3 separate regions of the Rattus norvegicus genome follow, and regions 1 and 3 are each linked to region 2. Evidence: chromatin contacts called from public Hi-C data. All regions are on one chromosome and are shown on one strand. The core of a region is the stretch at or near the end of the contact, and the rest is flanking DNA. Distances in the headings are between cores, read along the strand shown.

What was found. Hi-C and Micro-C count contacts between places; a contact is called where the count stands out from the background.
Region 1: a contact with region 2 is called in a Hi-C map of liver, with 4 times the contacts expected there. The contact joins two enhancer-like sites. A contact is called at or near these places in 2 of 12 Hi-C or Micro-C datasets (kidney and liver).
Region 3: a Hi-C map of liver shows a contact between it and region 2, with 6 times the contacts expected there. The contact joins the promoter of Myc here to the enhancer-like site in region 2. A contact is called at or near these places in 7 of 12 Hi-C or Micro-C datasets (the A7r5 cell line, the Rat2 cell line, Schwann cells and 3 more) and 1 of 1 datasets of contacts at active chromatin or transcription factors (oligodendrocytes).

What each region holds. Positions count from the first base shown.
Region 1 is chr7:96,037,871-96,042,316 of GRCr8, forward strand. No RefSeq gene overlaps it. Among named protein-coding and RNA genes, the nearest start is that of Rgs22l, 470 kb to the right of the region's middle. Within about 2 kb of position 1,836, at least 10 of the 93 cell types and tissues checked have an H3K27ac peak or open chromatin away from gene starts, as enhancers often do. A contact at or near this core is called in liver, where this site is marked.
Region 2 is chr7:95,773,660-95,778,731 of GRCr8, forward strand. No RefSeq gene overlaps it. Among named protein-coding and RNA genes, the nearest start is that of Pvt1, 230 kb to the left of the region's middle. Within about 2 kb of position 1,837, at least 12 of the 93 cell types and tissues checked have an H3K27ac peak or open chromatin away from gene starts, as enhancers often do. A contact at or near this core is called in Schwann cells, kidney and liver, where this site is marked.
Region 3 is chr7:95,479,487-95,484,571 of GRCr8, forward strand. It overlaps Myc (MYC proto-oncogene, bHLH transcription factor), which reads left to right and starts at 3,619. Exons shown (of 3, transcript NM_012603.2): 1 at 3,619-4,184. The coding sequence starts at 4,155.

The DNA of each region.
Region 1 (4,446 bases), core at 586-3,085, 260 kb after region 2:
GTGACAATGTCCCAGAGACATTTTATGGATGAGGGACAACTAATCCTTATTCTGTTTCTTGAGAGAATTGATGGTGTGTCAGAAGCATAATGATTTTCGAAGACCAGGTATTAACAGACCCAACATCAACTTTTTAAAGGCATTGTATGGAGGACTATTTTCTAATCTAATTATTCAACAAATGTGAGTAACTCCAAATTCATCATGATAAGAGAAGAATGGTTCTCTATTCTCAGTGTAAATGCTTAAAGACATTCGGGTATTTTTACAGGCCTGTGCAGCAGCGTGCATGTGTCCCATTCCTCATGGTTTGAACCAGTGTGGACCAGTGCAGAGGAAGAAATGAATCTATGCTGTGGAAGTTTAGCAGGAAGAGTCTTTGATTTCTAGTCCGGAGTTTCTGACTCTGACAGAGACATTAGCAAAGAAAGGGATTTAGGGAGAAAGGTTAAGTAACAAAGAGGAAGAAAACACAAGTGTTCAAGGGGAATCTAGGGACTTGAATTCCTGATTACTGGGTCCTAGAATGTGGAGTTGACAGGATTGAAGCCAGGGCTAGGGGTAGAACCATGTGTGATTCTTGAATCTATCCTGAAGAATTTGAAATTTTTATTACTGGTAGAAAATAGGGAGCCACTGATAATTTTAAGTAAGGGACTATAGGGGATGGATAATAATTTTCTGTAGTCATGATATTTAGGTGCAGCAAAAGACAGACTACCAAGACAACAGACAAAAGGAATCTCATATATTCCTGCAAGAAAACCCAGAGAATGCCACATGGGTTCATAGAGTAAAGCCTCTGTTTCACCGTGAATTTGAGAGCAACATGTGTTATTTAAGACTATCTAAAAAAAAAAAAAAGGAAAAGAAAGAAAAGTAGCCAAGATTTCACACAATGCATAGCAATACATTCTACTACATGGTTATTATTTCTGCAATTATTCTGTTTTATTTTAGAATACTTACTGTGAGTAAAGATCATGCTTTAGAAGCTAGATAGAGATGGGAAGGTAAACTTGATGAGGATGTATGTGCTTAGATCAGGAGATAACAAAGACTTTGTTAGTGTTCTGGCAGTGTGATATAAGAATGAAACTAGGCTCGGAAGCAGGCAGAAGACAAAAGACCCGAGAGAGGCTAGGAAGTGCTTAGGTTTGTAGGTCAATAACCACAATAATTATTATTTGGATAAGCTCCTTCTAGAACCCTTGTCCTTAACCTGGCAAACACTAGTCACTAGTAATGAGATGGTTAATCTTCAGATACTGATGCTATCTAAGGCTTCATCTTAAATTACATATTTGGTAACCACCAGGACAGCACATAGTAGGTGATCAAATAAATTCTGATCAACTTGATTTTGTTTTAAAGTATCCTTCTGCTTCCTAGGCCTCTCTTTGTTTGTTTGTTTTATATTTTATTTTATTTTTTGAGACAGGGTTTCTCTACTATTAGCCTTGGCTGGCCTCAAACTCAGAGATTCGCCTGCCTTTGCCTCCCAAACACTGGGATGAAAGGCATGCGCCACCACACCCAACCCTGATCAACTTGGTTTTAACCTGCTTCAGCTAGTTAGTTAAGTCCTAAAGCAGTGGCAACTGTCAGGAGGTGAGCTTTGACTCTTCAGGGGTATAAGAAGGCATCTCAGGTAGGAGATATAGTCTAGGCATGTCCATTTTCAGCCAAGTTGCTAGGTGCTCTTCGGACATGCACAAGTTCACTAGGACCTGTACTTTGTCCTCTGAATGGTGTGCCAAATGCTGTATTCCTCTCTGCTTTGTCATGTATCTATGATCCCTAGTCACACGGTAACTAGTGACCATGCTGTCATCTTATGCAATAGCTCCCAGTGGAGTCCTGGTCAGGGGATAAATGAGGCAATGCATTCCTGAGTTATGACTGGCCTGCTGGGTCTACTTGCAAAACACCTTGCTCATCTACACCATATCCGCCACCTTCTCCCCGGCTTCCTTAACAGGTTTCTCATTTCACCCCATAAAGATCATGTTTCAGGTTTTAGTTTGAAACTTTGACAGCCTCCTCTCAAGAGGTCTTCAGAAACCTGATGAGAGCCACATTAGGTTCCAAAGAGCTGCTCAAAGGCAGGAACAGGAGCAGGGCTTGGGAGGGGTAGGAGAACAAAGGTTCTGAGCACTGGAGGTAGGCACAACAATGGATACTTTGCTTTAGAAGAAAGGATGTGACATCATCATTACCAACTGTTGTAGGTCGGCACAAGACCCTCTTCTCCATTATATTAGTTTCGTGTTCTACCATGGGAATTAAACATTTCCTCTTCAGGTTGCTAGGACAATATATCCGGGTGATGATTCTAAAAGAAGCCCCTATAGGAAGCTTCTATACAAAGACCCTATATTAAGCTCACCCAGAATGCCTCACGCAGAAGCCAAGATAGAGTTATAAATAAGCAAGAGACACTTGGGGAGAAATGTTGGTGTAGGATGAGAAGAAATAGAAGAAGCTCACCACGCTGTGGTGAGAGTGCTGACCCTAGAGAAGGCCATAAGGAAAGCAGGAAGAGTCCACAGAGCCGTAAGCCATAGAACATTATTTTTGGGTCTCTGCCAGGCAGGTGATAAAACTCTGAATAATGACTCTGTTCAGAGTCCAGTTGCAAAGAGACACCTTGGTTTTAATATATATGTAACCCCAAGTTTCTAGGCAGAGGTAGCCTGTGAAAGTGAGGCTCACTCTTGCGTGCTAGAAGGACTCTGATGATAGAACAGCTGGAGGCTATGGGGTTCCTGAGTTCCAGTCCTTAGGTTCTCTGTTGAGGAGACATCTTGATACAAACCTCTTTTTTCCTATCATTTTCTATGACCACGTTATGGAGTTAAAATTTTCTATCATTCACCTTGTTTAGTCTAGGTCTGGTATAATAAAACTCTATAAATATGTCAGCCTAAACTTGAAAATGTATTATTTGCAACTTTTGAAACTTGATCTTCAAGGTTAAGGGGTCTGTAGGATTGGTTTCTTTCTAATGTTTAGATGATGTCTTTCTTTTGTTTTCTTATTGTTTTTTCTCTGGTGTTTGGCATATGAGAATTGGATCAGGACCCAATTAATTTTGCTCAAACTTAATTACCACCTGAACGTCCTCATTTCAAAATAGAGTCTTATTGGGGATTCAGCCTTGGTTTCATGAGTTTGGTGAAAATAGTTAAATTCTCATGTCTTTCATATGTGTTATTAGTAAATCAGTTCCCCTCCCTTCTTTCTCCATGTTATTTATTTATTTATTCATTCATTCATTTAGTTTGTGATATATGTATGTATATATGTATTTATGAATATATATATATGTGAAATATAAATATGTATGCCACACATGTGTGTATATGTGCTGTGAGAAACTGAAGAACCTGGGGTATCATTCTTTAGGAGTACTCTACCTTACTTTGAGACAAGGTCTCTCTCATTGATCTGGCAATCGCCAGTCTCCACTGACAGATTTCCACCTCCACAATGCTTGGCTTACAAATGTGGGTCATCATGACAGGGATATAACTCAAATCCTCATGCTTCTGAGGCAAGCATTTTACCATTTCCACACTTTTTTACCACTTTACCACAGAACCACTTTCCCTGTTTCTTATATTAACACTTCTCATGTGTGTTAGAACTGCAGACAGAAGATAGGATTTTTACTACTGAGCTCAGGATCCAGCAGAAATGAGGAGTTGGGTCAGGCTCTACAGGGTGGCAAGTACTATGAAAAAAGAGATCCTGGGTGCTAAAAGAACCAATAGGAGAGATCACAGATCTAGACTCAGCTTGTACTCCTGGTGGAAGACTACTTCAGGAAGGCATCTGAGTTAGCTTTAAAGACTGTGTAGAATTTAGTAACCAGGAAGATGGAAAAGGAATGTGTACAAATAAAGGATATCTTGACTCAACCACCAAGCAGGAAGCATGCATAGATCTGACCTAGGCCCCCTGCACCCATGTTACAGTTATGTAGCTCTGTCTTCATGTGGGACTCCGAACAGCAGGAACAGTTTTGTCTCTGACTCTGTTGCCTGCCTTTGGGACCCCTCCTTCTGAGATGCTTTGTCTAGCCTCAATAAGAGAAGATGTATCTAGTCTTAATACAGCCAGGGCTGGTTAATAGCTACCAGAGGCCTCCCCTTTTCTGAAGAGAAACAGAGGAGGAGTTGATTGGGGTGAGGGCAGTGTGGGGTAAGGGAGGAGGACTGGGAGAAGAAGAGGGAGGTGAAACTACAGTTGGGATGTAAAGTAAAAAAAATAAGTTATTAATAATAATGATAGTGATAATAATAATAATAATAATAATAATAATAATAATAATAATAAAGGCATCTTGAAAGATGAGAGTCCCTTCAGGAAGTGGTAGTTAGACCAGTGAGTCTGGGACATGGGACTATTACTGAAGGATGTTTTGAGAGCTAGCAATGGGTG
Region 2 (5,072 bases), core at 587-3,086:
CCACTGTGCCTTTTTCTCATGTAAAGGTGGAAATCCTTTAAAATCATGAGTCAACAATAAACATATCCCCTCCCCAGGCTACTTTGCAGGTACTGTCATAGTAACGCAGCAATAATTAACACACCACCCAGAGCCACCCCCTCACACACACATATACATATACCCTATAATCACAGGGCAACAGAGGTCAGGATTGCAACACGTGGATATAGAGGCATAGCTTTCAGTCCCTAATTTATTTTTGTTGTAGTTCAAGGATACAAGAATTGCCCTGCCCTTCCAATGTTTCCACAAGGGAGTGCAGATAGTTTAATACATAATTATGCAAATTAAGGTGAAAGAACAGAAGGACTAAAAATGCTGGAATAGGACAGGGAAACCGGGGAGTGAACATGAATTCCTACAAGACCTAGGGGACCACTGTTAGGCTTGAATTTTAAAGGTTTCACCAAATTGAAAATGCTATCCTGGGGCTAGGGTGAGTCTTCCCGGGAGTCCAGGGGAAGCATCAGTTCCAAAATTAGTTTCATCTTCAGTGTGGGAGGTGCCAGAGGCTGTGAGCCTGAGGTCACACACAAGTTACACAGGAACTACAGACAACTACAGAATGCTTGTCAGTGATGAACAGCTGCATCTCCATTCACAGTACCAGCTTTACCAATGGGATAAGGATCCTGAGTGACATGTTTATTCAAATCAATGTGTATGCATTCACTGTGCCAAGCCCAGCAACCCAACAGCATGTGGCAGTCACCGGAACAGCCTAGAGTCTCACTTTTGTTCCACTATTAAGTAGCTTAAGGAACCCAAGAATCCTAATTTCTCATTTATAAAATGGATATTTTTAAATCACTTCCCATATATATAATGATAATTCTATATAGTTACCAGTGTGGTAAGGCATCTCAATACATGCATACACACAACAATTCAGGCCAGGCTAATGGTCTGTCAATCATCTCAAAAACATCTTTGTGTATGGAAACGATCAAAACCTGGCTCTCTTGTGATATGTTGTAACTCCTATTTACCCTGCACCGCTGCAGAATGCTGGAAGTTGTTTTTCCTGTCCACCCAGACCAAGGGCTTTCTGAGGCTAAAGAGATGCATACAAACCCCTGAATACACGTGCCCGACACATTAATCCACTGTGCATGTAAGCTACTGAGATTATTATTAGCCCAGCAGGACAGGGAGGAGTTTTGGGGGGTCCCTGGGGTGTGATCACTCCTGTTTACTCTTTGGATGGTGCCTGTCTGGCCAGAGATCATGAGTTTGTTTTTCTGGTACGGAGGTTGCCCTGGTGTTCTGGAGTGACCCCACAAGGCTGACTGAGCTCGTTTTACAAAGCTGTGTGCTGGGTCTTGTCCAGCTCCATCCAGCCCCACCTCCTTGCCTGCTAAGCCTGTGTGCCCACGAGCCACAGGACTGTCAGTGGCTGGCATTGTTTTCACTCTGGAAAAGCGTGACCTTTAATCAGAACCATCGCTAAGTCTTCTGGCAAATCCATCCCTCCCCAATACAATTTCTTTCCTTTTCTGGGAGATTGGGGGAAAAGGAGCTTAGGTCCCTAGTGTCTCTGAGACAATTCCTTTACTCTCTCCACTTTTTTTTTTTCCTACAAACTCTGCTCTCCAACATGGGTCAAGTGTTACAGGACATGAGCATGTTGAGGAAAAAGATCAGTGGTGTTAACGAGCCTGACTTTATCCTCACTGTGTTCTTCACATGAAGAGCAAGAAGGGCCCTGTAAATGGCTCGTGTTTAAGGTTTCTAGCCACGGTCACTCCTGCAACACATTGATTGATAATATCGATGACAGCACACATGACTGCTATTTGCTTTTCTGTCACCTGGATATTCCCCGTTACCTGGGAAGAAGGAATCTCAGTTGAGGAGCTGCCTGCCTCAGACTGGCCTGTAGGCATGTCTATGAGACCTTTTTATGATTGCTAATTGATGGAGGATGGCTTAGCCCACTGTGGGTGGTGTCACTCCTGGGCATGTGGTCCTGGCTTGTGTCAGAAGGGATGCTACATACTAGCCTGGGAGTAAGCCAGTTAGCAGGTTTCCTCCATAGTCCCTGTCTCTGCTCCTGCCCTGAGTTCTGGCCCTGAGTTTTCCTCAATGAAGGACTGATGCAAACATGTAAGCCAAATAAACCTCTGTTTCTGTTTCCTCTCTCTTACTGTTGGTCGTGGTGCTTATCACAGCAATAGAAAAAAACACTAGGACAATGAAATGTAAGAACACACGGAGCCATTGTGAGGATTCAATATCCTTAGTTAGCCACAGAAAGAGTTGAGCATGATACGCGGAACATTGTTATTTGTAGAGATCCCTAGTGGCTTCTGGGCCTCGGTTTCTCCATATTCGTACTGTTTGTGTTATATAAACATGGTGTCTAGAGCTCTTGCTCAGTAATGACTCAACTGAGTAGTTCCAACCATGCTGACTAACCCACAACCCTAAGACATGTCCTGCTTGACCAGAGCCTGGAGTTGGACACAGAAACAGGAGCATAGCTGCCTACTCTATGTGGCACAGCATGTGTCAAGCTCCCAGAGGCACCCAGGCAGCCTTCTCTACATTCACCCTATGGCAATTCCCTTTCACAAGACAAGTCACCTTAAGATGTACAAAGGCCTGGCTTTTCAAGCAGGGCTATGTCTGTCAGTTTCACATCTCCAGCTAAGTGGACTTGCAGACCTTCCTGTCCTCTGGATGTCTGTGTCATTCATACAAGGGACAAGTTTTCTCTGGAGAAAGGCTTCTTCTAGGCTTCTCCCATGTTGGAAGTGTCCTCTACTTTTTTTTACTGGCCAAAGCACGGGCCCAAGTAGCTCAAGAAGAATCTGCAATAGAGGGCCTCTAACCTTGAATGGAAATGGAAACATAGTCTCCACATTGGCACTGGGTCTGGATTCTGCTCTGCAAAGTGACCTGAATTTCTAAGATCTGGTGCTCATGGTTTTCTATGGGGGCCTAGCTCTGTTCTCATGAGGCTGGCATGTTCCCTACCAGCGTCCCTGTTCCCTTTCTGAGGAGCATGGAAGATGCTTCTCTTGGTATGAGGGGGTATGAGTAGAATTCCTGCTTCTGTTCAACATGCTGAAGAATAGGGCCTGGATTATGGTGACTGACTGGCAAACACTTGTTTTGGAAGAGATATTGAAAGTCTTTGGAGTTCTTGGCACAGTCATCATGGATAGTTTCCCGTGCCCATTCTGAACCAGGATCTGACAAATTACGACTCCTCCACCTGTGCTTGCATTAAAGTTTTATTGGAACACGGCAGTGTCCATCGTTTTATAGGATATCACTGGGCTCCTTTGCTTCCACACTGGTAAATTTTAATAATCGAGAGAGAGGGAGAGAGAGAGAGAGAGAGAGAGAGAGAGAGAGAGAGAGAGAGAGAGGAGGGGGGGAGGGAGCCATGAAGCCTAAAATAAAGACTATGTGGCACTTGGTTACAGAACTTGGGCTCCAATTTTGAATATCAAGGCCACTTTGTCTGACAGTGATCATGGATTTTGTTTTCCCAAGTGCAGGTGCTTAGGGCAATTATAAGTCAGAAACTGGCCGTAAGATGGTCATTTTGAGGTACATATTTTGCATGCTTTCTCTATGATAGTTAGACTTTTTCCAGTACTTTGTTTCATCCCTAGCCAGCCCAATTGCTGTGACCCCTGCTCTCCCATGTAAGGTGTTTCTTTCAGTTCTGTTTAAAAAGAAACTGAACCCACCTGTTAACTGCTGGTCTTTCCTTCAGGGACTGACCAAATGCCCTATAAGAGGTTTAGGGCCAGGGAACTAAAATGGACATAACCCAATAGAGTCTACCTTAAGGCTGGGATGCTGGGAAGCATAGGGCAGAGTCCATGAGAGAATAGAGAATGCATAGCTTGTTCTTCTTTCCAGCATCCTAAATAGCATGATCTTAAACACCATGGTCTTCTTGGAGTCAACTCCCCAATTGTTAAAGTGCTCACAACAATGTCTACCAATCTGGTTGTCATTGAAGCTGAGGCATGTGCTATCTACCGCCTAGAGCACAACAGAGTTGTTAAATAACATCTATAATCTCCACTGTAGTTGGGATGTGAGATGTTTAAAGATCTCCACTATGTGTTCTCACTCTTTCTAGTGTTCAGCAGCCAACACTGAGAGCTAGTTAGATGGGACGTTGTTTTCTGGCATTGTGAGGGACATCTTCCTAGGGTACACAGCATCTGTGATGTACCTTGAGATCTAGTCCTGAAGGCTGCTTGTCCTGGTGCTAGTCAAGCAATCCTTGGGTCACAGTCATGGCACAGCATAGCTATCAGACAATTGTCTTTTTTTCCATCCAGAGCAAAACAACAAACTCTCAAGTTCCTCCAACCGTAGCACAATATTACACAGGGGCATCTATAGCCTATAGAACTCACTGAGAACCCCGTATCTGAGACCCGGGCCAGGAGACAAGCTCAAGGCTTGGCTTGGTTGGTCAGTCAACATTTTCAGGTGTTCAATGAGCTTTCTCAGTCTGTCTAGTTTGTGGTATATTGGAAATGATCTGTAAACGTTTCCAAGGGGATAGAGGGTGGCTTACTCTGAGAACACTTTTGCAGGTAGGCTGATAGCTTCTAATGGAAGGTCTTGAAGAATAGAATCCCTTGTGTATCTGCCCTGGCCATGGTACTTCACAGGTTCTGGATCTGTGAGCAAGAACACTGTCTTGGGGGGTGTTGTTGTTTGTTTGTTTGTTTTTTATTCCTAGCAGTCATGAGATTCTAGTTCCACAGGACTTTTATGGCTGGTGTTTGTGAGTGGTTGCACTCCAAAAAACAGTATCTTTACTCTTGCCCTCTTTGAGGCATACAGGGAGCGAGAATGAGAACTCCAGTTTACACACAGCTAGAGTTCTGAAGTAAAGTGACTCACTTAGGGCCACCCAGAAAAGAGCAGCTTGGCTGTCCTCCCAGGCCGTTTTCTTCTGATCATCCAAATATGGAAACGCATGATGACAGAGGCACTTGTTCTTTCTGGGTCTTCTGAGGCAGAAAGCTTCCAGGGACACTTTGGAATGA
Region 3 (5,085 bases), core at 2,369-4,868, 290 kb before region 2:
TCCAAGGGGAGGCTATCCACCCTGTCACATATGTTGAATACTCTGTTAATCAGATGCAGTCGAGAATCTTCTGCATAATACTGAGACATTCACAACCACTGTGTAGGTTGTACAAATTTCCATTGTATTATGCCCACCTTTAAGCAGTTCTTTGGGTTTAAATTTTCAACCTTTAAAAAAAATTATGTAGCACCTCGGTAGTGGTGGGCCACAGCTTTAATCACAGTGCTTGAGAGGCAGAGGCAGGCAGATCACCTACTTTGAGGCCACCCTGATCTAAGGACTTGAACTCAAGAGATCTATCCACCAGCTTGTATCCTATTTAATTGGGTGATTAGTTTCATTTTCTCAATCTCTCTCTTGTTTTAGCTCTTTATATATATTTGAATATTAGCTCCTTCTCAGATGTGGAGCTGGTAAAGATCTTTGCCCATTCTGTAGGCTGCCACTTTGCCCGAATGATGCTGTCCTTTGCCATACAGAAGATTATCTGTTTCATGAGACCTCATTAAGTAATCTGCCTGCCCCTGGAACTTCTGTACAACACGCTGACCTGAACTTCACAGAGATCCTCTTGCCTCTGCCTCCCAGACATTTGGGATTAAAGGCATTCATCACCATGCCCGCTAAAATTTTGACCTTGTAATAAAATGGCTGTCTAAAATATTCTGGCAGAGGAATCCCACTCTTTCTCTGCGCTAATTGTTTAACCACCCAATTTATAAGCAGTAGGGCCCGGGGTGAGCATCATTAAGAATGTAGAAACCGGGCTGGAGAGGTGGCTCAGCGGTTAAGAGCACCCGACTGCTCTTCCAGAGGTCATGAGTTCAATTCCCAGCAACCACATGGTGGCTCCCAACCATCTGTAAAGAGATCTGATGCCCTCTTCTGGTGTGTCTGAAGACAGCGACAGTGTACTTACATATAATAAATAAATAAATCTTTAAAAAAAAAAAAAAAGAATGTAGAAACCAGGTGCAGAGTCTCAAGATTCAATGTAGCTACTGAAGGGCATGCCCCCCGCCCGGGATTCCATTCACACTTATCAGGGCATAAACCTGGGTGCGGTGAGATGTGTCCTGGGATTCATAAGGTCTTTTGTAAAGAAGAGGAAGAGGAAAAAAAACAAAAAACAAAAACAGTAACACAAAACTAATAAAATAAAACCGTGAGTCTCAGGCAAGCAAAAATTAGTAGTGAGACCATCTCTCAAAAAAACAGCAATAGCAAATAATGATAATAAAACAAGGTGATGATAAATTAATACCCCTGCCTTGCGTTTTGACTCCCCTTGCCCAATAAAATCCAGTGTTCTGCTTTCAAGCTTCCAGCTTAGAACATGATGACAGAGGTGTGGGACCTGGGGGATAAAGCTTGCTCTGCTTTTTACTTCTTTCACATGTATACCCATGAATTATTCACTTTTCCCATCCACAACTAGGGCTCTCTTTTGGGTGAATGTCTGAAAGTAGCCATGGGTTAATTTTCTCCCCGTCTATGCAGCTGGATAGCCACCTCGGAACCACTTTTTCCTCTAGTAATTTCTCTTCCTTTAGCTCCTTGGCAGTCTGAAAGAGTCATTTAAAGGATGACCGGAAGCTTATCTTAGGCAACGAAGCTTCTTCCCAGAACCTGGAAGCCCAGCAAGCAAATGCCCTGCCCCCACCCGACCTCCGCCCTCGTTGGCTTCGCAAAGCTGTGATCTGTGGCCAGTAGAGGGCACACTTTACTTTCGCAAATCCGAGAGCCACAACCCGGGGAGGGGGCGGGGAAAGAGTCTCTGCAGCAAAATGCAGCCTAGGGATTGGTGGCTCTTGGCGTTTGAGGCAAAATCCTAGAGGCTGTAGTCATTTTGCAATCCTTAAAGCTGAATTGTGCAATGAGCTCGATGAAGGAAGATACTATCATCCAACAGCTGAATCCTAAATTGCAAACTCAATGGCTAATGACTACTTTGAACAATGCGCACCTTACACACGCTACACGCTACTGTAGTCTCTTCTTTTTTTAGGGGGTAGCAGTGAGAGGTTTCTTAAAATGCCTTGGGGCGAGGAGTCCTGAATGAGGAGACTGCTTTGGGTTTTGATGCGTAGGATAAGCAAATCCCGAGGAAATATGCACTATATAATAAATCTAGAACCAAAACACAGAGCAAAAGATTCATGTTTCACGTTGGTTAATAAACTAGGTTATCGTGTATATATTAAGTGTGTATACCTTTGGGGACTCTACAAAATGCACGGCATGGTATTGAGGAAAAAGTAAATTGGGAAATTAGTGTAAAAATTAGAGTCGGCTTTTAATTAGTTTAACACACACATACGAAGGCAAAGACACAACGTTACTTTGATCTGACCCGGGCCGACCTTTTTTTAAGTGCATAATTACGATTCCAGTAATAAAAGGGGAAAGTTTGGGGTTTGTCCTGAGAGGAAGGGGTTAACGGTTTCCTTTATTCTAGGGTCTCCGCAGGCTCCCCAGATCTGGGTTGGCAATTCTACTCCTCCCCCTTTCTGGGAAGTCCGGGTTTCCCCCAACCCCCAATCCATGGCATATTCTCGCGTCTAGCGCCTTGATTCCCGCCCCCCCCCACCCCCAACCTCTAAGCCGGAGTCTGGTGCAAACTGGCTCCACAGGGGCAAAGAGGATTTGCCTTTAGTGAAAACTGGCTGTGGAACTGGAACTCTGAGTGGAGGTGCATGGGGTGTAGACTGGCAGAGACTCGACCGGGAGGATCCGGGTAGAGCGCGCCCACCGCCGCAGTCCTACTCTACTCCAGCTCTGGAACGCGCAGAAAGACCTACGGGGCAAGGAGCCGCCTCCACCCCACCCCGCCTGGTGGAAGGTCCGAACGGGAGGTGTTGGAGTGGAGGGCCTTTCTGGCAGCAAATTGGGGGATTCATTCTGTAAAGAATGTGCCCAGTCAACATAGCTGTACGCCCAAACGCAAAATACACACTGCCCTCCCCGAGAGATGCAGTGGCTGTTTATTCCTAAGTGGCTCTCCAAGTATACGTGGCATTGAGTTGCTGAGCAATTTTAATGATTCCAGGCATCGTTTTTCTGCTCAGACCTCATCTGTCGTAGGTCTTCAACTATCACTCCACACTGAGCAAGGGCTCCTACATAACTCTTTTTTTTTTTTTCGTCCTTCCCTTTTTAAATTCTGTTTCCCCGACCTTAGAGAGACGACTGGCCGCCCGAGACGTGCGTGACGCGGCTCAGGGTACACGGCGTATTGTGTGGAGCGAGGCAGCTGTTCCACCTGCGGTGACTAATACACGCAGGACAAGAACACAGTTCAGCCGAGCGCTGCGCCCGAACAACTGTACAGAAAGGGAAAGGACCGACGCGCGAGCAGGAGAAAATGGTCGGGCGCGCAGTTAATTCATGCTGCGCTATTACTGTTTACACCCCGAGTCGGAGTACTGGGCTGCGGGACTGAGGCTCCTCCTCTTTCCCCGGCTCCCCACTAGTGCCCCTCCCGAGTTCCCAAAGCAGAGGGCGGGGGAGCGAGAGGAGGAAAAAAATAGAGGTCGGGAGGGGAGGGAGAAAGAGATTCTCTGGCTAATCCCCGCCCACCCGCCCTTTATAATCCGGGGGTCTGCACGGCTAAGGACCCCCGGGCTGCGCTGCTCTCCGCTGCCGCCTCCGCCGCGCCCACTCCGCTCGCCTCCTGCCTCCAAAAGGGCAGGGCTTCGCCGAGGCTTGGCGGGAAAAAGAAGCGAGGGGAGGGATCCGGAGTCGCAGTATAAAAGAAGCTTTTCGGGCGTTTTTTTTCTGACTCGCTGTAGTAATTCCAGCGAGAGACAGAGGGAGTGAGCGGGCGGGTTGGAAGAGCCCAGTGTGCAGAGCCCCACTCCGGGCTTCCTAGGAAGGCAGCTCTGGAGTGAGAAGGGCTTTGCCTCCAGGCTTGCTGCCTCCTCGACCCAATCCTCCCGCTGACCCAACATCAGCGGTCGCAACCCTCGCCGCCTCTGGGAAACTTTGCCCATTGCAACGGGCAGACACTTCTCACTGGAACTTACAATCTGCGAGCCAGGACAGGACTCCCCAGGCGCAGGGGAGGGAATTTTTGTCTATTTGGGGACAGTGTTCTCTGCCTCTGCCCGCGATCGGCTCCCCTGAAAAGAGCTCCTCGCGTTATTTGAAGCCTGAATTTCCTTTGGGAGGTGGAAAACCCGGTAAGCACAGATCTGTTGGTCTTCTACTGTTTTCTCTACGTCCTGAGTGTAGCGACCGGTTAGAACAGTCTTTATTCAATTTCTGTGCTTTTGACACTTTACTCAGAGTAGTTGGGGTAGGCCGGGGCGGAGTTGAGGTGGATCTGAGTCGGGGTAGAACGACTTGTCAAGATGACAGGAAAGGGGAAGGAAAAAACCGGGGTGCATTTTGAAACTGTCTTCCAGAGGTTACCGTGGGCTGACGCTGACCCGGGCCGGTTGGACATTCTTGCTGTGCTACATTAATTGATATTTATGTCCTTTGGGGGGGGGGGTGTCAAAGCCGGAGGTCTCTTCGCGGTGGCCAAAGGAAGCCCTTCGTATCCTGAGGTCTTTGGGAAAGGGATTACCTTTTGCGTGTTCTCCGCAAAAAGCGAGAAGGCTCCGTAGCCTCTGACTTCCCAGTCTTTGGGAGGGCATTTAAATTTCGGCTTGGTGCATTTCTGACAGCCTGAGACCAACTCGGGGGTGCGTCCCGCCCGCCAATCCCCGGCGGCGATTGCAACCGGTCCCTGATCCTTTTAAGAAGTTGCCATTGGGCTTTAAAAATAGTGATCATAGTAAAATTTAAGCCTAACCCTCCGCGGTATTAGGACTTGGTGTTGGACTAGCGCACTGAGGAGAGGCAAAACTGGGGCAGGGATGTGACCGATTCGTTGACTTGGGGAAAACCAGAGGGAATCCTCACATTCCTGGTTGGGATCCGCGGGTATTCCCCGCGCCCCTGAATTGCTAGGGAGACTGCGGTGAGTCTTGATCTGAGCTGTTCGGTAACAGCTGCTACCCTCGGCGGGGAGAGGGAAGACGCCCTGCACCGGGTGCTGAATCGCTGTGGGGTCTCTGGCGCAGTGGCGTCGCGGTT